Linked DNA regions of Mus musculus: regions 1, 3 and 4 are each linked to region 2. Evidence: chromatin contacts called from public promoter capture Hi-C data. All regions are on one chromosome and are shown on one strand. The core of a region is the stretch at or near the end of the contact, and the rest is flanking DNA. Distances in the headings are between cores, read along the strand shown.

Region 1 (5,649 bases), core at 2,695-5,194, 1.3 Mb before region 2:
CACACTGGCTTGATACTATGAATTGGAAGCAATCTTCCTGCCTCTGCCTACTGAGTGCTGAGATTATTCAGAATTAAGAGGGATAACCCACCTTCCGTTGTTTTTTTAATCCTTGTAAGGAACTTGGGAACCTGGGATAATTTATTACTTACAGTTTTGGGGTTGTTTGTTTGGGTTTTTTGAGACAGGGTTTCTCTGTGTAGCTCTAGCTGTCCTAGAACTCATTCTATAGACCAAGTTGACCTTGAACTCACAGAGATCTACCTGCTTCTGCCTCCCTAGTGCTGAGATCAAGGGTGTGCGCGCCACCACTGCCCGGCTACTCTGTGTTCAGTTAAGGAAAGTAAGGCTGAAAGAGGTGAATGGACTTCCTCAGAGGAACAAACGAGGAGCCACAAGGGCCGCAAATACAAACCCCTCAGGGCTTCCTGCATCACCTTCTGTCTGGTAACAGGTCAACACGCTCTCTTAACCATGCGACCCCACAAGCTCAGAGGGAGAAGCAGAGGCCCAGGGTCCTGAGAACCCAAGGCAAAGGCTCTCCTGACCATCAAGAGTGGCCTCCTGGATGCAAGGGCTAGTTAAATGGTACCAGGCAGTGGGTTTGGCTCTAGCAGGTGTCTGACAACTGGATTTTAGAGAAATGCTGACATGCACTGTCTCCCTGTAGAAGAAAGGCATCCCCTGCCAGGAGCTCCTCCAGAACACTGCCACCATCTCGGGGAAGGGAGGATCCTGGTTCTTTATTAAAACCTTTTCTTCTCAGTAGCATTTGCCCACGGAGGGTGGAGGGCCCCGCGACAGTTCCAGAAGATTTTCTTGGTTTCAAAGGTGGCATTGCTTATGACCAGGAGTTCCTCCCAAGATGAGAGGCTTAGCCAGTTGCAAAAGAGAGGCCTTGAGGTTTTCACTGAGGGACATAGTGGGGGAAGGCAAGAAGCTGAGAGAGCAGTACTAGGGAGGGCCGAGCTCATCCTCCAGTTGTCAGGCTGTTGGGGAGTGGTCCCTGGAAGAAAAGAAGAGCTGGTGACTCTCTACACTTAGGGCTCCTGTCATTTCCTTCCATCTTTCGCCTGGCCATCCAAGCCACACACCACCCTTGAGCATAGACCCCATGCTCCACCTATCCACATAACCCATTTCTCCATGCACACAGCCACCTACACCCTCCTTTCCCAGCCTTCAACTCTGTCCACCTCCCTCATCACCCACTCGTTACTCATCCATCTTCCCTCCCAATCATCTCTCATCTCCCACTTACACTTGAGAGCTGGGGCTTTACTTTGCTCAGAGCTGCACTCCAGGACAGTGCATACAGCAAGTGATTAGCACATGCTGAGCTAACATATCCACTCATCATGTTCCCATCTGCCAACTACTCCTTCAGTTCACTCATCCCTTCCTATCTAATGTTTGTTTGCTTTTTATTTTAAATATTTATTTACTTGTCTACCTATAGGGTAGTATATAGATAGCTCTAGCTGAGTTAAAACTCCCTCTGTAAACCAGGCTGGCCTGGAACTCACAGAGGTCAACCTGTCTCTACCTCCTGAAGCTGAAATTAAAGGCATGTACTGCCACATCACGCTTTTTGTATATTTTTAAATTTATGTGTATTGGTGTTATAGGTCTGTGTACCACTTGTGTGCCTGGGGCCTGTGGAGACCAGAAGAGGGTATCTGATGCCCCTGGAACTGGAGTTATGGATTGACCATTGTGAGCCATTACCTGTGGGTGCTAGGAATCGAATCTGGGTCCTCAGGAAAACCAACAAATGCTCTAAACTGCTGAGCCATATCTCTCCAGCCTCTTTTATTATGTATATATACTTTCTAAATTTCTGTTTGAGACAGGGTTTCTCTGTGTAGCCTTGGCTGTCCTGGAACTCACTCTCCAGATCAAGTTGACCTCAAACTTGTACACCCAGCTCTGTCTCCAGAATGCTGAGCTTAAAGGCATATGCCACCATGCCTGGCAGGTCCTAGAGCATACCAGCTACTCACAACCTCCCTGACTAACATACCTCTGTACCTTGGCCCATACAATCCCTACTGCTTAGAATACTTAGAGCTGTTTCCCTAGAAAATTTTTTTCTTTAGGTGTTTCCTTCTTCAGGAAGCTCTATGATGCCTTTCCTTCCTAGCCCAGATGAGGATGGGGTAAAAATAGTCTTATTGTTTTCTCTTCTTAGGTAGGCACCATTCCATATTGTGTTGTCACTGACCATTAATTTGTCCTGGTCTCATTCTAAACTGAATTCTGCTGGACATGGTGGTGAGCACCTTTAATCCTAGTACTGGGGAGGCAGAGGCAGGTTTATCTTTGTGATGTCAAGGCCAGGCTGGTCTACATGGCAAATTCCAGGGCAACCATGCTACATAGGGAGACACTACCTCAAACAAACAAAAACAAACAAACAAACAACCCCCTGAATTCTTATAGGGCTGAGTCTCTACCGTGCATTCTGTCCCCCCAATCATCTAACTCCTAACACATGGAACGGCACACAGGGGAAGCTGGAAATGTTGGAATTGAATAACCTCATACAAACCTTTTCACGAGGAGATGGCAGAAGGTGTGCCTTGGTTCGGGTTCGATTTTTGTCAGAGCTGGAGATGACAGAAGACAACAGAATAGGCTGAGAATCAGGAACTGGAGCATCAGGAGGGAATAGAATAGAACTTCATGGTTGAAAACTTCCCCCTACCCTGCTGGGATGCTGTCAACCCTTGCTCTCTCCCCACAGGCTCCTGGGAGAAGGACAGAGCCTCACTCACCGGGTGTCAGTGCCTCGGGTCTTAGTGAAGAACACTGGAATTAGAGGCCCCAGTTAAAGGAACAACTTTCCCCATGTTTAGAAGAGTTGTGGCTAGAGCAGGTAGGGACAAGGGGGTTCCTGGGTAGTGACAATGAATGAGTTAGAAGTTAAGGGGCACTGTGCCTAGGATGGGCAAGGAGGCAGAAGATTCCTGGGGAGAGCAGCTATGGTTGGGAGTGAGTCAGGGACTGGTCTCTAGATGAAGAAGGAGAGCGTTCACCATGTCTAGATATCTGAGTCCCTTGGTCTTTTGTGTTCTTTTCCTTATTGGGCAGAGGACTCAAACGGGAGCGAGCAATAAACAGTGCTTCGTCTGTAAGTTCTGTGCTGATTCGGGTCAGGAATTCTTCAGAGCAGGATAATTTCTGAAAAGGAAGTTAGAATTCAGTCTGCAAATTCCCATTGGTCTGGTGTCTTCCAGGCTGCAGGCTCTGGCTTGGGAAACTGGTATTAGAAGGCCCTAGACCTGGAAAGCTGTCTGTGGGGCCTTAGGGTTAAGGCTCAAGGCTAAGGCTCAAGGCTCATGGCTCAGACAGGGCTCCCTGCCTGGCTCTTCCCATCTCCTTCACTTTTCCATTGTCGTTTACCTGCCCTCCACCTAAGGAGGCGGCAGCTTGAGATGACCTGATGTCCTTTTTGTCCCCACTCCTGGCAGATGTGGATGCCATCCTCCTGGAAACGAAGTTTTTGTTAGACTGAGAAGCCAACCCACACCCCCTCAGATTCCGCCTCACTCCACTCCCGGGGCCCCAGATTTATTTAGTCCATAACTATAGCTCAAACATCCTACTGACTCAGTTCTGTCCTTGAAAAAATTGGTTGTTTTGCCTACTAAGTTGAAGGGAGGGGCTCTCAGAACAACTCCCTTCCCTATTCCCTCCAGAGCCCTTCTTCCTCCTTTTCTGCCAAGGCACTTCCTTAGGCAAGACAGCCAACATGCAGTCCCCGACCCGGCTAATTGGTTGAAATCTTAGGGTACTCGGCAGGAGGGGGGACGGAAAGTTCTAAGGGGACCCTATGATGGGCCTCAGGGGATTGGGAGTCCGGGAAAGAAGGTTGGGAAGAGGGAGAGCCAGGGAAGTGCTGCTCCGGATTGCTATAAAGACCTAAATGTTTACGGAAGTTCTATGGTTCCGTTGCTAGGAGACTAGAGGTTCTAGAACTAAGGACAATGTCCTAGTGTGCCATACTGGCTCTCCTGATTCCTTCTTGGAGGCGGTGACCCCAGAGTTATATCAAGGCATTTAGGAGATGGAAAGGCGTTAGGGTGGAACTTGGGCTCTAATCCTCCCACCACCAGGGCGGCGCTAGAAGCAAGCGGCAGGCATGCTCGGAGCCTCTCTAGCCACCTCTTCCCAGCCTGGGTCCCGGAGAGCGACGAGGATCGCAAGCGTCGCGGGCGGGGAAGCGATGTGGGCTGTACTAAGTCACCCAATCTCTTGGGGAGGCGCAGACTCGGGACGGAGTAATCTCTACGCCTTACGGTTGCCTCCAGGAGTTTACGCCCTCTGTGAAATGCAAAATGCAGATTCCCTCTCAGGTCTCTTCTGCTGCTCCCTTTCCAGTTTCTTCCTTTGCGGCTGGCTCTCGAGTCTCTCCCCTCCCCTGTGCGTTGGTACGAGCCGAAGCCTAGGGGCCCCGGCAGGAAAAGGAAGCAGGCCGGCCTTAAAGGGACCTCAGCCATTATTTATTTAATTAATTTATTTATATTTAAAAGCCGCTCTCTCCTTCTTCCGATGTTCTTAACGTCCCGGACAGAAGAGTAGGCTCCAGAAGCCAGGCGCAGCGGAGCTGCGGAGCCCGCTGCTGGAGACGTCAGCTCCTGCCCATCGGAAGGCCAGGTGTGCGTGAGCTGTGCCCAGGGGTGTCCCGCACCCCGGCGCCCTGCGGGCTCTAACAGCTGGGATTGCCCGGGGGAACTGGGCCCAGGGCTCAGGTGGAGCGGCTGATGCCCGGAGCTGAAAGGTGAGACCACGCTGGTAAGGCTGGTACCAAGACCTTGCCCCTCCAGACCTGGGCCGAGACGACAAGGGGAGCCGCCAAGATGCCAGAGGAAAATATCTTCCTGTTCGTGCCTAACCTTATCGGTGAGTGCTGCCTGCGGCCCCAAAACCAGCGGGGTGGGGGTGGGGAGGGGCGCGAGAAACCCTAAGCTGGCTCCCCAATCACACCCTGTACCTCTCCCATCCCATCCCAAGGTTATGCCCGGATTGTCTTCGCCATCATTTCCTTCTACTTTATGCCCTGCTGCCCCTTCACGGCCTCCTCCTTCTATCTACTCAGCGGACTCCTAGACGCTTTCGATGGACACGCAGCTCGAGCCCTTAATCAAGGTGACAGAACTTTACCACCACCAGCACTAACTGGGGTCCCAACATCCTCTGTCCTTTCCCTGCTTTCTCAGAACCTCGTTGAGAGCTGCCTAGGATATAAGCTTGCTCTTGATGATTGATCTCTGTTTGGGATGGGTGTGGAAGACCTAGACCCTGCATAGCTGTGAGCATGGAATTCCATTCGGGTGTGGCATAATGGCTCATGCTTGTAATGCCAGCACTGATAAGGTAGGTAGATTGCTCCAAGTCAGAAGTCATATTGAGTACCACGTGAGCCAGGACTACACAGTAAAATCCTGCAAAAATAAGTGATTGGGGCTGAAGGCTAAGTTTGTTCTCAGAGGTTAAGACTGCTTACTGCTGCCTGGCGGTGGTGGCGCACGCCTTTAATCCCAGCACTTGGGAGGCAGAGGCAGGCAGATTTCTGAGTTTGAGGCCAGCCTGGTCTACAAAGTGAGTTCCAGGACAGCCAGGGCTATACAGAGAAACCCTGTCTCA
Region 2 (4,957 bases), core at 1,740-4,239:
TGCCTAACACATATATGCAGGTATAGGTATAACACCCACTCAATTTAACAGAGCCAAAGACCAAATAGTAAGCAGCATAAACAGAACCAAACCATAACAACTATTTATTGAGTGCCAACTATAGATGTGCTATACTCAGATTTTCAACTCAAACCCAGGGGTTGTGTTTTTTGAAGTACTGTTGATGGAAACACATCAAGAATTTCTCTAATTACTTACTCCTGCTTGGAGTAAGTTTCCCCTACACAGTTTAAAGAGCCAGAGCTGTTCATGCCTTTCAGATTTGCTCCAGGTGACACCCCATCTCCAATGCCAGCATCATTCACTCTATTACTGTTGCGGTGCCTTTATTAGAAAATAGACTACTCCAGGAGTGTCTAGTTCATTTCGGCAATCTTAGAAACTGATCCATGAGTTTCCATGATGTTTTCTGAATGATACAATAAACAAGACCCCAGATTTGAGAACTGAGGCTTACTAAGCCATTCCCCTAACCAGGCACTTCATGAAAGTTGGTATATCCATGGAATAGTCACAGCCTGGTTGAGGTACACTGCATATTTCACAGATGAAGAAACTGAGAGCCAGAAAAAGAAATGAGTCACACAACTAGAGACAAACCCAGTCACTTAGAAACTGAGGCTGGGTAACCTGATTCTCTTCCTCTTTTAGCCTCTTATTCTATACAGACACAGCAAGCTTGATAAACGGCAGCAAAACTGGAGGGCAGGGGATCCAGATTCTGCAGTTAAGGATGGATGGACTGTCACAAAAGATTGAGGAGACACTTGTATGCATGTGGTGCAGACAAGGGCACCTCTCGGGAAAACAAGCAGTCTCTTATTGCTTGGACTCTGCTCAAAGACTATGTGGTGCTCTGGGAAACCCTGTGCTCCCATATAGGATAATGTTAGCAGTAGAAATACATTTGTGTGGGCAACCTCCTCTATATCAGACAGAAAGGCCACACTGAATCTCCAAAGTCCAGAAGTTTTCACTATTCTTCCACTGATGGAGGAAGGAAAGGGCGTGAGGGGGGCAGGGGGATTTTCAAGGGAAGGGACTGAAGACTAGAAAAGAACGAGATGACAAATCTTGGGCCTTTGCCCCTGCCTAGAAATACCATAAAGTATCCTGAACTCAACATCTATTTCTTTGTTTCTACCTCAACCTCTAGCACCCTAGTGTAAGCAGTAGAGAGAGTTAATGAGTGGTGAAGAGTTCCTCAAATGGTTTCTTACACCCAGAGTTTATGTAACAATCCCAAGGTCAAATTCTCCGGTCCTTTTGCCAAGACATAGCCTTTGATCATCCCCTTTGGTCCTCCTCCAACCTCTGGCTACTGTAGTCCTCACATGGACTTTGCCTGGTTTGTAATCCTCTTCCTCCAGAGAAAAAGGAGTTGTTGCTTTTGTCATGGTTAGCCTATCTGCAGCTGGGGCAGGAGCTATGTGGTTTTGGGCATCTAAAAACTTTTGTCTAGCTAATGGAGATTCTGAATGAAATCTCAGAAAACAGGACTTTTGTGTGTGCATGTGTGTGTGTTTAAATCTTGTTTCTCTGAAGGCAGACACAGCTCTAGTGCTGTTCGTCTAGCCTGTGGCTCAACCCAGATGCCATTTGTGAACCCCATTAGTGGCCCTTAGTTAAGTCACCTTCGGGACGTAGAAAAAAAGAAAAAAAAAAAAAAAAAAACTAACAACACTCTGGTCCCTTCATTGAAGCCAGGGATAACTGCAGAAACTCTCATCTTGGAACACCCATTGATGTTAGACAAGGCTAAGCGTTATGGGCAAAGGCTTGCCTTATTAAGGGGCAGATGGAGGTCTTCTTGCTCATGTGGGTCACCTGGTAGAAGAGCAAGTGGGAAATCTGACTGCAGCTCTTGACAAACCTGCAAATGAAAGGCCTTTGCTTGTGTGCATAGGCTGGTGTCCACAAAAATACTAGCTGCAATCAGGAAACTTCTAGGGTTTCTTGCCCATGTGTGAACATTGATGGAACTGTGGTGTGAGATTTTTGCCACATTCTGGAAAGGTCATTTGCTCAAGTGGATGCGCTGGTGTTCAGTGAACATGGTGATCTCACTAAAGCCACGACCACATTCAAGACACCTGAAGGGCGGTTCTCCATTGTGAGTGCGCTGGTGCCGTAGGCAGTTTGAGCTGTTGGTGAAGTTCTTGCCACACTCACAGCAATTGTAGGGCTTCTCACCCGTGTGTGAACGCTGGTGTTCTAGCAGATAGGAACTTCGCCCAAAGCTGTCTCCGCACCAGGCACAGAAGTAGGGTTTCTCGCCTGTGTGACAGCGCTGGTGCTGTAAAAGGTTAGAGCTCAGGCTGAAACTCTTGCCACAGAGGCCACAGCGGTAGGGTTTCTCACCAGTGTGAGTTCGCTGGTGCTGGATCAGGTTGGAGCTAACCCTGAAAGTCTTTCCACACTCAGCACACGCATAGGGCTTTTCCCCAGTGTGCACCCGCTGGTGTTTTGCTAGGTCTGCACTGCGACCAAAGGCCTCTCCGCACTCCATGCACTTGTGCGGCCGGAGACCTGAGTGAGAACGACGGTGTTTAGTGAGATTAGAGCTGAGGCTGAAGCAACGGCCACATTCTGGGCAGGGGTATGGTTTTTCACCACTGTGAACTCGGTAATGCTTAACCAGATCTGAGCCACGCCGGAAGCTTTTGTCACACTCTGGACAGCTGTAAGGGCGGTCACACCCATGGCTGCTTTGATGGTGAATGAGATCAGAGAGACTGGGTACAGCCAACCCACAATCCCTACACTTGAAAGCTTTGGGGACTGCAGGATCACTGGTCTTGACAAAGGTTTCTTCCTTGGGGCCAGAGCCTGACCTACATAAGTACTGCTGGTCCAGCATTTTTTCCACGGGGGCTGGTTGTTCCGGCCGCGCCAGGAGGGGGCGCTCATGTAGCGCGGTCTCGCGATCCAGGGGCGACCTGGGGGCTCCCGGGAATTTTGACGTCCGGTTCTCCAGCAGCTTAGCCCCATCTAGATTCTCCCTGGTCACTTCTGGAGCCGCAAGTTCCATTGCGGCCGAAAAGCGCTCGGTTTCCTAAATGCCACCCGTTTAACTCATCAGCACAGTTGGAGAACGGGGCACTGGAGGCTTGGAGGCCGGTACCGGAAACGGAAAGGTCCCCAAGCCCGAGAGACTCTAGGAAGTGGCAGCGAACTTTCCCGGTAGGTTTAACTCTTTCATTCGCTTGGCGAGACCTTTCTGTCGGGAACTTAGCACTTTTGAAACGGCTTGGGGTTCTGCGAGTCTGTCAGTCCGGCTTTCGGAGCCATTGATCACCGCGCTTTGAGGGTTGCCAATCAAGTCTGAACGTCGCCGACAAGGACGTACCGGGAGCGAAGTGGCTAAGTCACGTTGGGGAGCACAGGACAGCACTAAGACTCCACCGCGGGGCGTCTGATCCTAGGAGCAACAGTTCACTCTTCGGCCCCGGGAGGAGTTTCTCACCCACTTAAACTGCACTAAGCTTGGCGCCGACTACATATCCCAGCATGCACCGCACGCGCCTCTTACTTTCCCACAGATAAATACCATTCTCGCCATGTCTTCTGCGACTGTGCAAGTACCGGAGTTCCAGAATCTAGAACTTGAACTTCCGACTCGCAAGATAACTGCGGCGGCGCTATTCCGAGGAGCAGCCTGGCCACGCCCCCCTCTTCCAGTTCCGCTCTCTCAGAGTACCGGCGAGACGCGGGGCGGAGCCTGAGGCCCGGGCCAAGATGGCGGCTGCGAGACCGGCCCTTACGGACTCGCTCTCGTTTTGCCTCGCGCAGCTCACGGCGGCGGCCGGGGAGGGGCCAGGTGGGGGAAAGGACCCAGCTACCAACGAGACACCCCTGGGCCGCGCGCTCTTAGCTCTTCGCACGCGCCACATCAAGGCGGCAGAGGGGATTGAGCGCTTCCGGGCACGCGGCGGGCTCCGCCCCCTTCTCGCCCTGCTCCGCCGAACGGCTGCTGCGGGCCCCGCCCCGTCCCAAGCAGCCTCTGGCTCCGCCCCTTCGTCGGTTGCGTCAGCTGGTTCTACCCCTGGCCACGCCCCCGCTGCCGAGTCGCTCTTGACGCCTTCGTTGCCAATGCGCCTGCGCAAGACGCTGGATTTGGCGCTCAGCATTCTAGCCAACTGCTGTACAGAAGGGGCGTGCCGGGCCGAAGTGCGGAGACTTGGAGGCATTCTCCCTTTGGGTAAGTGCTCCGCCCCCATTTCTTAGAAAGGTTCCAACCCACAGTATCTGCGCTGCCCTTCCATTATGCCAGGCCTCTGAGTACATGCTTTGTGATGGTGCAGCGCCACTCATCTCCTCAGGTGTGATGCTATGTGACGTCACTGCTCTCTCCATAAATTAGACCTGGACCTGCCCAGACCAGAAGTAGATACTGACTCCTGCCTCACTTTTGAGCAAGTGGCTTATACTTTGTTTTTGGTGCTTCTCGGGGACAGTACCCGTCCCTGTGCAAGGCTTCACATGGAAGAGCAGGAGGCCAGAAAGTGTAGTTTTAAAAGTTAGAAAGTGAGTTTAAAAGTCAGACATACCAAGCAAATCACCCAACCCCTCCAAAGCAAGAATTCTTTGTGTAATAACAATAGCTACCCGACAGGATTGAAGTTGAGTAGAAAATGAAATTCAAATGTACAGTGCCCAGACTCCAAGCATAAGTGGGTACTTAAACACAGGAAACAAATTCCAGCAGAGGATCAGCCTTTCTGTGTACCGGGTGATTTGGCGCCTCCTTATGGTGATGATGGGAACAAAGTTGCATCATTGCCTGTCCTGTATCTCAATTTTGACAAAAATCTTAATTTTTAAAGTGAAGCATTTTTATATTTAAACTTGCATAGATTGCAAGTAATGTGTTTGACAGTAGGCTTGATGGAATGCCAAGTTCTCTCTAACCTTGCCTGCTGTGCTGGGCCGTATT
Region 3 (5,333 bases), core at 913-3,412, 2.0 Mb before region 2:
GAACAGACACCGTGACCACAGACACTCTTATAAGAAAACATTTAGTTGGGACTGGCTTACAGTTCAGAGGTTTAACCCAATATCATGGCGGGAAGCATGGAAGCAGACAGGCAGACAGAGCGCTGAAGAGGTAGCTGAGAGTTCTATACCCATTTCCTCAAGCAGCAAGAAGAGAGAGTGACCCTGGGCTTAGCTTGAGCATTTGAAACTTCAAAGCCTACCCCCAATGACACACTTTCCTCCAACAAGGTAACAGCTCCTAACAGTGCCACTCTCTAAGAACTTATGGAGGCCATTTTCCTTCACACCACAATACAGCGTAAGCTTTACCCTGGAGGGGACAGGGGATGCTTGGCAAGCTCATTAGGAATGCAACCTAAGAGACATTGTTCTCAACAGAGCTGGTGCCCACAAAGGACCTGGTTTCCAGAAAACTAACTTTCAGTAAAAGTGGGAGGAAGGTGGGCTAGGATTACAAGTAGCAGTAGCAGTAGTGTGGGCTGCCAAGCAGAAGTCTGCGCATCAGCTTTGGGTGTTTGTTTCTTCGTTTCTTCGTCCAGTTCTGGGGACTGAGTCCAGGGTCTTCCCTATGCCAAGACTGAGCCACATTTCTAGTTCCTGTCTGTAGTTTATTCAACTTAGGTGTGTGTGTGTGTGTGTAGAGGGCAGAAGTTGACATTATCAGGTGTATTCTTCAATCCCTCCCCAGCTCATTTAACTTTTTGTGGGTGCGTGGTATGCATGCATATGTGTGTGTTTGCATGTATGTGGGGTGCACATGCATGTGTGTGCATGTGCAGACGGAGGTTGATTCTCTTGTTCTCTATTTTACAAATTGAGGCATGGTTTCTCACTTGAACCTAGAGCTGACTCATTCGGCTAGTCTTGCTAGTCAGCTTGCTCTGGGGATCCTGTCTGCCTCCTAAATGCTGGGATTCTAGGCTGCTACACCTGCCCAGCCATAGCTGAGTCCTGGGGGCCTGAACCCTGGTCTTTAGCAGCATCTCGCTTGGTTCCCCTTCTCCCCTCCCGTACTTATTTATTTATTCAGAGACTGGGTCTTTCACTGGAACTCACGGATCAGATCAGGCTGGTCCCTGGGATCCACCTGTTTCTGCCTTCCCAGGGCTGGAACTACAGGTGTCATGGCACTGGAGGAACTCAAGTCCCTCATGCTTGCCTGGCAAGCACTTTACTTAATAAGCCGTCTTCCCAGCTCCACCTAAGGCTACCTGAGTTTGCAATAACCAGCTCTAAAAGTTCTACCAGCAGCTGGAGTGGTTGGAAGAGGATGCTAATTTGAGAAAACAATCTGATCAGAGATTAAAAGGAGGAGAGATTTTGGGTGCGTCGGGGGCTTTTTCTATGAATAAAATAGTATGCTGCATGGGAGACTGGGCCTCTGGAAGGATGCGTTCGTTGTTCCCACTCTGTCGCCATCTCTGCTCGATCGCCCCACCTGCATCCAGGCTACAATTTCCGGTTAATGAACAAAGCTCTTCACACCCGGGTGGCTTTGCACAGCTGCTGCTTCAGCCAGGAACCCCCCACCCCCTTCTTCCGTTCTGCTATACACCTTTAATCCCAGCTTTTCCTTAAACTTACTTCGCGGTCTCCCTACAGCAGAGCTCGAAAGTTCTGCCTGAACCCTGCACGGCCCCACAGACCCCAGGTCTCTGAGTAGCCTAGTAGTCTTATGAGGTCCCCTGGAAATCGAATGGATAGGTGGAAGGATGAATGGGCAGACAGGCGGGTGAACAGATGGACCGGTAGTTGAATGAGCGAGTGCATTCTGAATAGGAGAGCTCGGATTTATTTTTCTTCTTTGAAACAGATCCAGGCTCCGCCCCACAAGCACAGGCTGGAATAGTCTGGGACAGTCTAGCCCCTCGGGGACCAAGCAGCTGGACCAGGTGACCCTCTGTGACTCCCCCGAGCCCTCTCTAACCTCGTTCTGGCCCCCTCCTGGGCTCTGACCTAGAAAAAGAAGCTTATGCCAATGACCGGCGGGCCTTAGGACCCCGCGTGGCCGGAAAGCGGGCGGGGCATCGTGCGGCTCCCGCGGCGGTGGGGAGGTCCAGGCCCGTGGCGCCTGGCGGGAGGGCGCGGCGGGAGTGCGCGTGCGCGGAGCGCGCACCCGGCGCGGCGGACAAAGGCGCGTGCGGCGGCGCGCGAGGCGGAGGGCGGAGCGGCGGGCGGGCAGGTACGCGCCGGCGGGAGGCGGAGCCGCGAGGCCGCGATGGAGCGCAGCCCGGGCGGGCACCGGCGCTGGAGCCCGAGTGCCGGGCGGAGCGGGAGCCTCAGCCGGAGCCGCAGCCTCAGCCCGCGCCAGGCCGGGGCAGGAGCCCGCAGGGCCGGGCTGCTCGCAGCGGCGGCGCCCGAACCCCCCAGCGGCTGAGCGGTGACCTCCATCCTCGCACGCGGCTGCTGGGACGCAGCGACCGATCCAACCCGGGCCCCCCAAGATCTGCTTGCTACAACCGCACACCTCAAGACACAGAGAGACCCAGGCTTGGGGCGCTAGCCTCCCTAATCCGCTACTCCGGCACACAGGGACCCCAAACCTAGGACAGCAAGATCCTCTTGCTAACGAGAAGCCGCGGGCACCCCAAAGCCTCGGGACCCGGGCGACCAAGCCCCTTGCGACGCCTTCAGCGTCCCGGCTCATGGTGGTAGTGGTGCCCTGAGCCCCTCTCGGGCCGGGCAGACGAAGATCGACACGGCGCCCAGGCCCCCTGCCGCGGCGTCCCCGCGGCCCCAGCCCAGGTAAGTGGGACCCAGGTGAGGGGCGGCAGGTGAGTGGTACCGAGGTCCCTAGAGTCCTGCAGGTGGGGAAGGAAGTCCAGAGTGCGCGCTCCCCCTCCTCAGCGTCGCCATGGAGCCGAGGCTGAAGGACGTCTCTTTGTGTCTCGCTTGGAGGAGCCGCCCCCTCCTCCTCTCCCTTCCCCCACCTTCCACCCCAACCCTGAGATTTGGGCACAGCTTCGGACCCCGGGAGAGAGGAGTTGCGACGCCCTGGAGAGGGGTTAGAAGGTGGAGAGTCTCCCCGGAATAGCCTGGAGCCTTAGACCTTAGGTCCTTTGAAGAATAAAGACACGTAACTATCATCTCCCAAAGACCAAGCTGAGTTCTTAAGTGACACCCACCCTCCCCACAGGAAAGAGAAAATTTGGGGCGCCCAAAGGTGAGAGGTGCCTGCATTCTGCAGCTCTGGGTGACAGCTGGGGCTTTGGGTGTGTGCCTTTGTCTGAGAGGGCAGGGAAGGGGCGTGTTTGAGAGGATGAGTCTCTTATTTTCTGACTCTGAGACCCCAGCTCAGGTCTCAGTGGGGCTCTTTATCCAGTCCCTCTTTGTGCTCCCTGCAGAACAGGGAGAGGACAAGCCCTCTCAGTGAACAGCTAGTTTGGGGGAGGGAGGTACCCTGAATGAAGAAACCATTTCGGGTCAGAGCACCTTTCTGCCCCTCTAAGTCCCAAGGACAGCAAACCTGAGTGTTTTCCCTTTTTCTGACCCGGGGAACACCTAGGGCCAAGTCCGGGACTGGGACACTGTGTCCTCTACGATGCAGGAGTGAGTCTGGATTCTTGCTTAAGCTTTCCAAAGCATCTACAATCAAGAGGGCCTCAACAAATGTCCTAAACCCCAGGACCCAGGGAATGCCGGAAGATCTTGGGTGCGTTGTACCCCGAGAAAGGGCAGGAAGGTTTTTTTCAGCCTTCCACAGACAGGTGTAAAGTCAGGTAGGAGGTGAGCAGACAGGCTGGGGAAGGCAGGATTCAGAACACAGAGCCCTATAGAAGTTTCTTTGTTCGTTTATTTATCCATTCATTGCAACATCTACCGTGTCTGAAGCTCCAGCCCTGGAGTTTGGGGCTTCCCCTCATCTTTTCCTGATGATCAGGCTTCAGATCCTTGGGCTGTTTTGTTTGTCCAGACCATGTCAGGACCAGCTGCCCAACCCTTGACCCCTTGTCCCTGTGACACCTGATTCCCCAGATCAGACCTGAGCAGCTGATACCTTCCCATCACTACTGCCTGGACTCCTCTCTGATGCTGGCTTTGCCCCATGAGTACAGATGTAGCCTGGGTCAGCACTCTTGCAGATCCCCCCTGCAGACTCAAGGACAGTCAAGGCAGCCACCCCCCCTCCCCCCAGGAGAGGATGTGCGAAAGCCAGTTGCCCTGAAGATGAGGTGACCTTGATCAAGCCTGTGGCACTTCCCAGAGAGAATGAGAGTGAACTACATATCTGCAGCCAGCTTGGTGGGTACAGATTGAAGCCAGACTGTCAGGAGCATTTAAGGTGTGTCCTAGCCACCTTGGAAGTTTATTTTGTGCAGTGGGTTGGAGCCCGGGGCTTAGTCACATACTCCACAGGCAAGAAAGTAGAAGCAGAGGCTGGAGAGAAGTTCAAATGACTGTGAGCAGAAAGAGCCATTATGAGGCCAGAAGGGGACTGGCAGGAAGACTTTCACTCTTTGTTAACCTGCCGCGGCTCCCCATTGAGTAGCCCTAATGAAGTAGCTTGGCAGCCCAGCTCTCTGCAGCCTGCCCTAATTTACATCTTGAGCACCCGCACATTACCTGGCTCATCTCCATGACTCTTAACTCTTTATCATATAAAATCCCCCTGACCCAGAGCCCCACTCTAGGATGGCTTGGCAGCTGTTTCTACCTCTACCTCCCCTTTTGCTCTGGCTTAGACTGCACATGGTAGAGAGCCCAGGCTAGGTGATTGGTGGCTGGGCAGCTTAGTGGCATTTGTTTCCATGTGCTGTGAGACTGCACTCCTAGGCTCAGCTTTGGGAATCTGGGGCTGTCCTGTTCTGGCCACACCAGCACCGTTGAGCCTACAGCCTGATGTCTTAGCATTTGGAGAATACAGCGTAGAGCCCCAGTTTGCTGATCAGTGTATTTCACATGTCTGTGTTTGTTACTGACGCTCAGAAATTCTTGGAGGATTTCACATTCAGATGCTGATTTGGAGATCTTCCTGAAAACCCAGGGGATGCAGCAGCTTGAGGCCCAGAGCTAGAGAATGGCTGTGTTGTGTGGGCAGGACACACGCTCCCAGTCGTCCCAAGAACGCCTGACCTGTTCTTTATTGGTGTGAACTTAGAGCCTAGCTGCTGACCTCCAGGTTTGTCGGGAAGAGTGGGAGCTGGAAAAATGAGTGTTCAGCACTGGCTGTGCCCGGTCTACCTGCCCATGGCTGGGTTAGGACTAGCAGCACACACACTGGAGGCACAGAAATAACCATTGCGAGGGGCAGTAGACCAGGGTTTAGGCTAAGTCTGACGGAGGACTTGGGGAGGGCTGCTATTGACCTCAGT
Region 4 (5,650 bases), core at 1,578-4,077, 1.7 Mb before region 2:
GAGCACTCACTCTCAGAATCCTCAAGGCGCCTCCACGAGCCCGCAGAACTTCCCATAACATTGAGTTCGGGTCCCCCAAAGGGCCCAAAGTCAGCGTGTGTTCCGAGCTAGCTTCAAGAAAACAGATTAAAGTCTGGGACAGGTGGGTGCGAAGGATCAATGCCCCGCGGTCAGTCCCAGGTTCCGCTGTCTGCTATACACGACATGTCCGTCGAAGGATCCCCAGATCTCCAGCTCGTGTTCACCCACGCCCCACCCGCCTGACCCCGCCCCCTGCCCCTCTAAAGCAAAGCCCCCGCCCCCAGGCCTGTACCTTTAAGAGCAGCTGAACTCTCCGCAAGGTAGACGAGCAGGTTGGGGGTCACGTGACAGTACCCGTGAGCCTTCCATCACGTGCTTGAGGGTTGCTTCTTACTTCCGGGTCCTTTTTTCTCTTTTTCGCCTTTGGACTTCTCAAACTTCGGAGAATAAAAGAAGGAGAGTTCGAGAGAACGCTGGAAGCACTGATTTTGAATTGGAGTCGAAGGGAGCCACAAGTAGAGCCATGAAAAGCGGCGCTCTAGACGCCGACCAAATCTGCCAGTACTAGTCATGGCGCGGAAGGCTTCAGCTTCTTTCCTGCAGCTCTTACTTGCCTGAAACAATTATGGCTACTTTGCTGCGGATGTCCCACTACCCCACCCAACGTCCCAAGGACAAGTTCTGCTTGAGCGCAAAGGCGACCAGCCTCAAGTGTTATCTGTTGTCCTTACAGACCTATTGTAAAGACCTATAATAAGCATCTGGGAAGTAGCTGAGAGTAGATCGATTAAAAATAAACACCCACAAAACAGCATTCTATGAATTATCTGTGGCAATATTCACGATGTTACGGTTAAATCCCCTTTGCCTTACTATCCTAGAACAACAAATACCACGAAAGTTGTCCAACCCCTGGTTTTACAAGAGAAAACCAAGGTCCCTCCGCCCCACTGTGCAACAGAGGCTAGACTTTTAGCTGACTTCAGAGACTCAGCAGTAAGAAATAGAGCAAAGGTGCTAAGTTCACTGAGAAAGCTGCTATGGGTGTTTTTCCTGGTCTGTGATGTCAGCCGTTTGTCCTAATTGGAAGTTAGGAGAATGAGGCTGAGAGGATAGTTGGAATGTGTCACCTCACAGTTCCAAATAAGGAGTCCTTCCCTTACCTTCCACTCGATGGCAGGGCAGCATCTTGACCATTCTTCATCAAGCCTATTCCTCTGCTATGGATTCCAGCAGCCTCTGCCCACTTCTCCCGGGTCTTTTCAACCACCTGTCATTAAGATTTGCCGTTTGAAATATGCCCTCCTGTGGTGTTCTTCCTAGATCACTCAAACAGTGAGAAAAAGGATCCTCCTACCCAAACGAGTCTCTAGAAATTCTGCAGCCTCTGTCCTTAAGGAACTCACAGTAAGCTGTGAGGACACATGACCACAGTACAAGAATAACCATAGGTGAGGGTGTGGGCATTGAGCACCAATCCAGACCTTTCATCCCCAGAAAAATCTTAATGGCGTTGAAAATGGGAACCCAGAACTTCCAGTGGCCTTATCCTCACTTCTACAGCTTCTCCCCCAAATAAATCAGGAACCACAAACCCTAGCTTCCTCTCACTGAAGGCTGTGGCTTGGAGGAGGCGGAAATGGCTGAGGTGCGAATACAAGACCTGAGTCACTCAGGCTGCACTTGCCGAATGCCCCCTCCCCCATACCCAATTCTGAGGTCTCCTGTTTCCACTTTTTTTTTCCCTTTCCCCTTTCTGGCCCGATCCTCTGCCCTTTAGTTCCAGATGTGCACCCGAGTCTGAGTCACCTGGACACTGTTAAGCCATCCCCCTGCCTGTCATGAAGTCATCCATGAGCAGGGGGGAGGTGCACAGGGCCTGGGGTGGAGATTTGTCAGGGAGAGTCAGGGGAAGAGGAAGTGTCTTGGGTGCTGGGGAGGACTTCGTGGGTGGGGACGGATGGTCATTGTGAGCTTTCTGGACACACAGAGACCTGCAGGATGGATTTTCTCCGGCTTCGTCTCCCTGGGCTACATCAGGCTTTGAGGGGAGCACTGGTGAGAGGGGCAGAGAGATACCCGAAACTTCCACCATTCCTCGTAGTCTCACCTTTCCTCTCCCTTACAGCCTCTCCTGAAGCCTGAGCTCCCTTTCCTACAGTCAGCCAGACTCCTAGCCCAGTCCTTCCTGGGTTTCAATCTCCTGCCTCTACAAGTGTACCCACTTATTCAAGCTAGGCCTTGTCGGGGTCCCTTAGCAGACGTCCAGATCCCTGATTCTTACCTGGGCTTTGTTAACAGTGTACTCCTGGGGAAGTGGTTAGACCTCCCCTGAGTGCCTTCACTCTTCTTTCTTCTCTTCTAGGACTCCTTCAGTGCGTTTGTGTCCTACCTCGTAGGAGACACAGTCCCCACAGTAGAGAGGCAGACACAGGCAGCTGAGGAACTGGGAGAGGTGACTGAGGGGAAGGTTGTAGGAGAGGAAGCCCAGGAGGTACTGGAGGGACTTAGAAGTGGCCAGAGTGAGGGGGTAGAAGCACCCGAAGAGACTAGAAGATGCCAAGAAGGAAGTTTAGCTGGTGAACAGACCTGGGGGTGGAGAGCAGATAGCTCTGCAAGGCCCCAAGCAGAAAGGCAGGACACTGGGTCCTGGAAGGCAGCTGAGGATGCCAGGGGCCAGGAGCCAAGTGTCCCACTGAAGCCTGAGGCAGAGCCTGGGACTCACAGAGACAGGAGCAGTAATACAGCCCAGGAGATCTGGGAGCACGGTGAAGAGGAAGCAAGCAGTGGGGAGCCTCTGAGAACCTGTGAACAGAAGGAAGAAGAGGAGGAGGTGGTCAGAGCAGCAGAGTCAGGGATGGCCGAGGGGGTGGAGTCACAGCCAACCTGGCACAGCGAGCCTGGGGGGAATGCTGGCACTGAGGGGCAGCATGTGACAGAGGACAGCAAAGAGATAGACTGGGTGGCCAAAGACATGGTTGCAGAAATCGAATGGTTTGGTGCCAAAGGGATTGACAAGGAAGAGGAGAGGATGGTCCCAATGAGGGATGGTGAAAGGGCAAGGGCACAGGGGACACAATGCCCCGGGGCCGAGTCTGAGGACCAGGCCATGTTGAGTAGAGAGGCCTGGACAGTCTCAGACAGGGAGGGGGCTGATAGCCTAGGAGTTCAGGGAACAGAATACGGGTCAGACCCAGGAGACAACTTCCCAGGAACTACTGGGAGAGTCTGGGTCCTAGAAGAGGCTGACAAGGGAGACCAGCAGGATGAGGTCGACGAGAAGAGAGAGGCTGAAGTTAGGTTTCCGATCCAGACCCTGGAGGCTGAGAGAACTGGAGAGATGACTGAAGGCCACATAGCTGAAGAGGAGGCTATGGGAGAACAGGAAACAGAGGGCAGCTTTGAGGATGAGGAGAGGCAAGACTTAGCCATCAGGGATAATGGAGTGAGTCTAGAAGAAGAGGTACGGGCAGAAGAATCCTCCAGGGAGAAAAGGAACTCCTGGGCCACAGAGCCTACGCTAGTCCTAGACACGGAGGCTAAAGATGAACCTGACTGGGAAGACTCTCCAGAAGTCAGCACTGAGGAGTTGTTTGTGGGAGAGAGGAGTGAAGCCGCCCAGATGACACCAGAGGTATTGAGAGTAAAGGTCACTGAAGGACAGGACCCTGAGCTGGTGAGACATTCCCAGGCTTTAACTAAACAACTTGAGGAAGGACAGAAGGGTCAGGAAGAGACTAGTGGAGCTCCAGACCTGAGCCCAGAGCGGGTGCTAAGCTTGAAGGAATATCCTGGGCCTGTGGGGTTTGCAGGCCCTGAGCTAGAAGCCTGGGGAAACTGGAGTAGGGGTGTGGACCGCAGAAATAGCCAGGAGGTAAAAGCAGATGCTGAAGCAGGCAAGGAACAGACTGCAACCGAGCAGGCAGTGGAGATCCGGGCTGAAGGAGGCCAGGAGGCCCAACAGCCAGAGGTCTTCGGGTCAGGAGGAGAGGAGGCACTGACCTCCGTAGCACTTAACCCGGAGCTGGAGGGAAGCCAAGGAGCAGAGGCGGGGACAGAAGAGTCAGTGGAGGAATCCAAGCCCACAGAAAACGAGGCTGCTGAGGAGGAGGCTGTAGTGCCTTGGGAGGCAGATGGAACTTGCAGGAAGAGGAGGCTGGAGGAGGTGACTCTGAGCCTGCAAGACAGTGAGGACACAGAGACCAGTTATTTGGCTGAGGAGATTATTGTGGGTATCAGGGCCGTGGATACCGAGGAAGGGCCAAAATGGGAAGCTGGGTTGGCTCCAGAAACAGAGCTTGGGAAAGCCTGGTGTTCCGAGGGCAGAGGGGAGGCTGGGAGAGGCACGGAGCTGGAGGAGACTACAGAGAAGCAAAGTGGACAGGAAGTTGGCTTGGTGGGCTCAGCAGAGAAGGTGTCTGGCTATGATATCCAAGAAATTGATGGGACTGAAGAGGGGGAGCAGGCAGAGATGGAGACATCTGTAATGGCAGAAGACATAAGGGGGACGGATGGTGTGACTTTAGGCTCCCAGGCAGAGAGAGCAGAGGGGTCCATAACCCCCATGGAGACTGAGGGGCTCCTAAGAGATCAGATGCTGTTGGAAGAAGAGGCTGGGGGAGGGCAGTCGCGAGAGCAGAAGGTCCACAACTCAGAGGGCGAGATCCAAACGCTGGACGACTCTTCAGACCAGGAGGGGCAGCAGACACACCAAATCCCCACAGTAGCTGTGCCTGGGCCCTTGGAATCGGCTGAGGCCACGGCAGGTGCCCCAGGGGATGTTCACAGCAACTGGAATGAGGTGAGGGCTTCAGCAGGGCCCCGAGAGGGACAGGCAGAATCTGGAAGTCAGTTCTCCACAGTCCTCTATGTCCCTTATCCTGCAGGCCCTGCTCCCTGGGTCCCGCCTGGATGTCTCTGTCCCTCGGAGTCGTGTGCTCCTCTCTCGAAGCTCCTCACGGCGGCGCTCGAGGCCCTCTTTCCATCGAATCTCTGTTCCTGAGCCACAGTGTGACCCTCCCAGCCCCCAACCCCAGGCGGAGCGGCCGGTCCCTGAGCAATCCTCTCTTCAGCTAGAGGAAACTCCAGAGCTAAGTGCCACAAAGCCCGAGGGGACTCCAGTGCCAGCCAGAAGAAAAATGCTGGGGCGTGGGTAGGCACAGGGGCGCTATGCTTGGGATGGTGAGGAGGCTGCGGGAAGCTGGGGTCCACCTCCCAGAGCTCTTATGGATCTGTTCCTTCTACAGGTTTGGCTTTGCTCATCCTGGCATGATGCAGGAGCTGCAAGCCCGACTGAGCCAGCCAAAGCCACAGTGACAGGGCCTAGAGCCCTAGAGAGAGAGACCTCCCAAGAGAGTCCGAAGGCTCTTCTGGACCCTGGTTACTCTTGAGTCCCTCGGCCACTGGAATATATCTTTTCACCCTCCCGGCCTCAGCTAAACTGGATATTTATGAAGACCTTGAATCTAGGAGTCTGATTAAGCCAGTGAGGAACCTGCTCCACTGGCATCGATCATGGATTCCTTTCCCGGTGCCCTTTCACATCTGTCTCAGCTACTCGGAAGGCTACCCGGAAGACTGGGCTGGGGAAACTATTTTCCCCTAAATTTCCCCAGTATGCTCACCTGCC

Evidence for each region. Promoter capture Hi-C pulls out the DNA fragments that hold promoters and counts their contacts. Capture Hi-C pulls out chosen DNA fragments and counts their contacts.
Region 1: a promoter capture Hi-C map of liver shows a contact between it and region 2, with 3 times the contacts expected there. The contact joins the promoter of Cdiptos here to the promoter of Armc5 in region 2. A contact is called at or near these places in 2 of 39 promoter capture datasets (liver and pre-B cells).
Region 3: a contact with region 2 is called in a promoter capture Hi-C map of adipose tissue, with 3 times the contacts expected there. The contact joins the promoter of Sbk1 here to the promoter of Armc5 in region 2. A contact is called at or near these places in 3 of 39 promoter capture datasets (liver and neutrophils) and 1 of 9 other capture datasets (adipose tissue).
Region 4: a promoter capture Hi-C map of adipose tissue shows a contact between it and region 2, with 3 times the contacts expected there. The contact joins the promoter of Cln3 here to the promoter of Armc5 in region 2. A contact is called at or near these places in 3 of 39 promoter capture datasets (liver, neutrophils and pre-B cells) and 1 of 9 other capture datasets (adipose tissue).

The regions. Positions count from the first base shown.
Region 1 is chr7:126,971,902-126,977,550 of GRCm38.p6, forward strand. Cdiptos (CDIP transferase, opposite strand) reads right to left here and starts at 3,945. Exons shown (of 6, transcript NM_001362232.1): 1 at 3,925-3,945; 2 at 3,406-3,490; 3 at 3,039-3,183; 4 at 2,778-2,811; 5 at 2,552-2,609; 6 at 719-1,006. The coding sequence starts at 3,486. The coding sequence ends at 971. Cdipt (CDP-diacylglycerol--inositol 3-phosphatidyltransferase (phosphatidylinositol synthase)) reads left to right here and starts at 4,557. Exons shown (of 6, transcript NM_026638.4): 1 at 4,557-4,905; 2 at 5,017-5,151. The coding sequence starts at 4,863.
Region 2 is chr7:128,234,368-128,239,324 of GRCm38.p6, forward strand. Armc5 (armadillo repeat containing 5) reads left to right here and starts at 2,990. Exons shown (of 6, transcript NM_146205.2): 1 at 2,990-4,222. The coding sequence starts at 3,760. 9130023H24Rik (RIKEN cDNA 9130023H24 gene) reads right to left here and starts at 3,664. Exons shown (of 1, transcript NM_177001.3): 1 at 84-3,664. The coding sequence starts at 3,052. The coding sequence ends at 2,039.
Region 3 is chr7:126,270,334-126,275,666 of GRCm38.p6, forward strand. Sbk1 (SH3-binding kinase 1) reads left to right here and starts at 2,163. Exons shown (of 4, transcript NM_145587.3): 1 at 2,163-2,766.
Region 4 is chr7:126,582,990-126,588,639 of GRCm38.p6, forward strand. Cln3 (ceroid lipofuscinosis, neuronal 3, juvenile (Batten, Spielmeyer-Vogt disease)) reads right to left here and starts at 2,828. Exons shown (of 18, transcript NM_001146311.2): 1 at 2,306-2,828; 2 at 1,185-1,291; 3 at 314-458; 4 at 11-107. The coding sequence starts at 56. Apobr (apolipoprotein B receptor) reads left to right here and starts at 2,019. Exons shown (of 4, transcript NM_138310.1): 1 at 2,019-2,079; 2 at 2,387-4,822; 3 at 4,908-5,173; 4 at 5,268-5,650. The coding sequence starts at 2,023. The coding sequence ends at 5,337.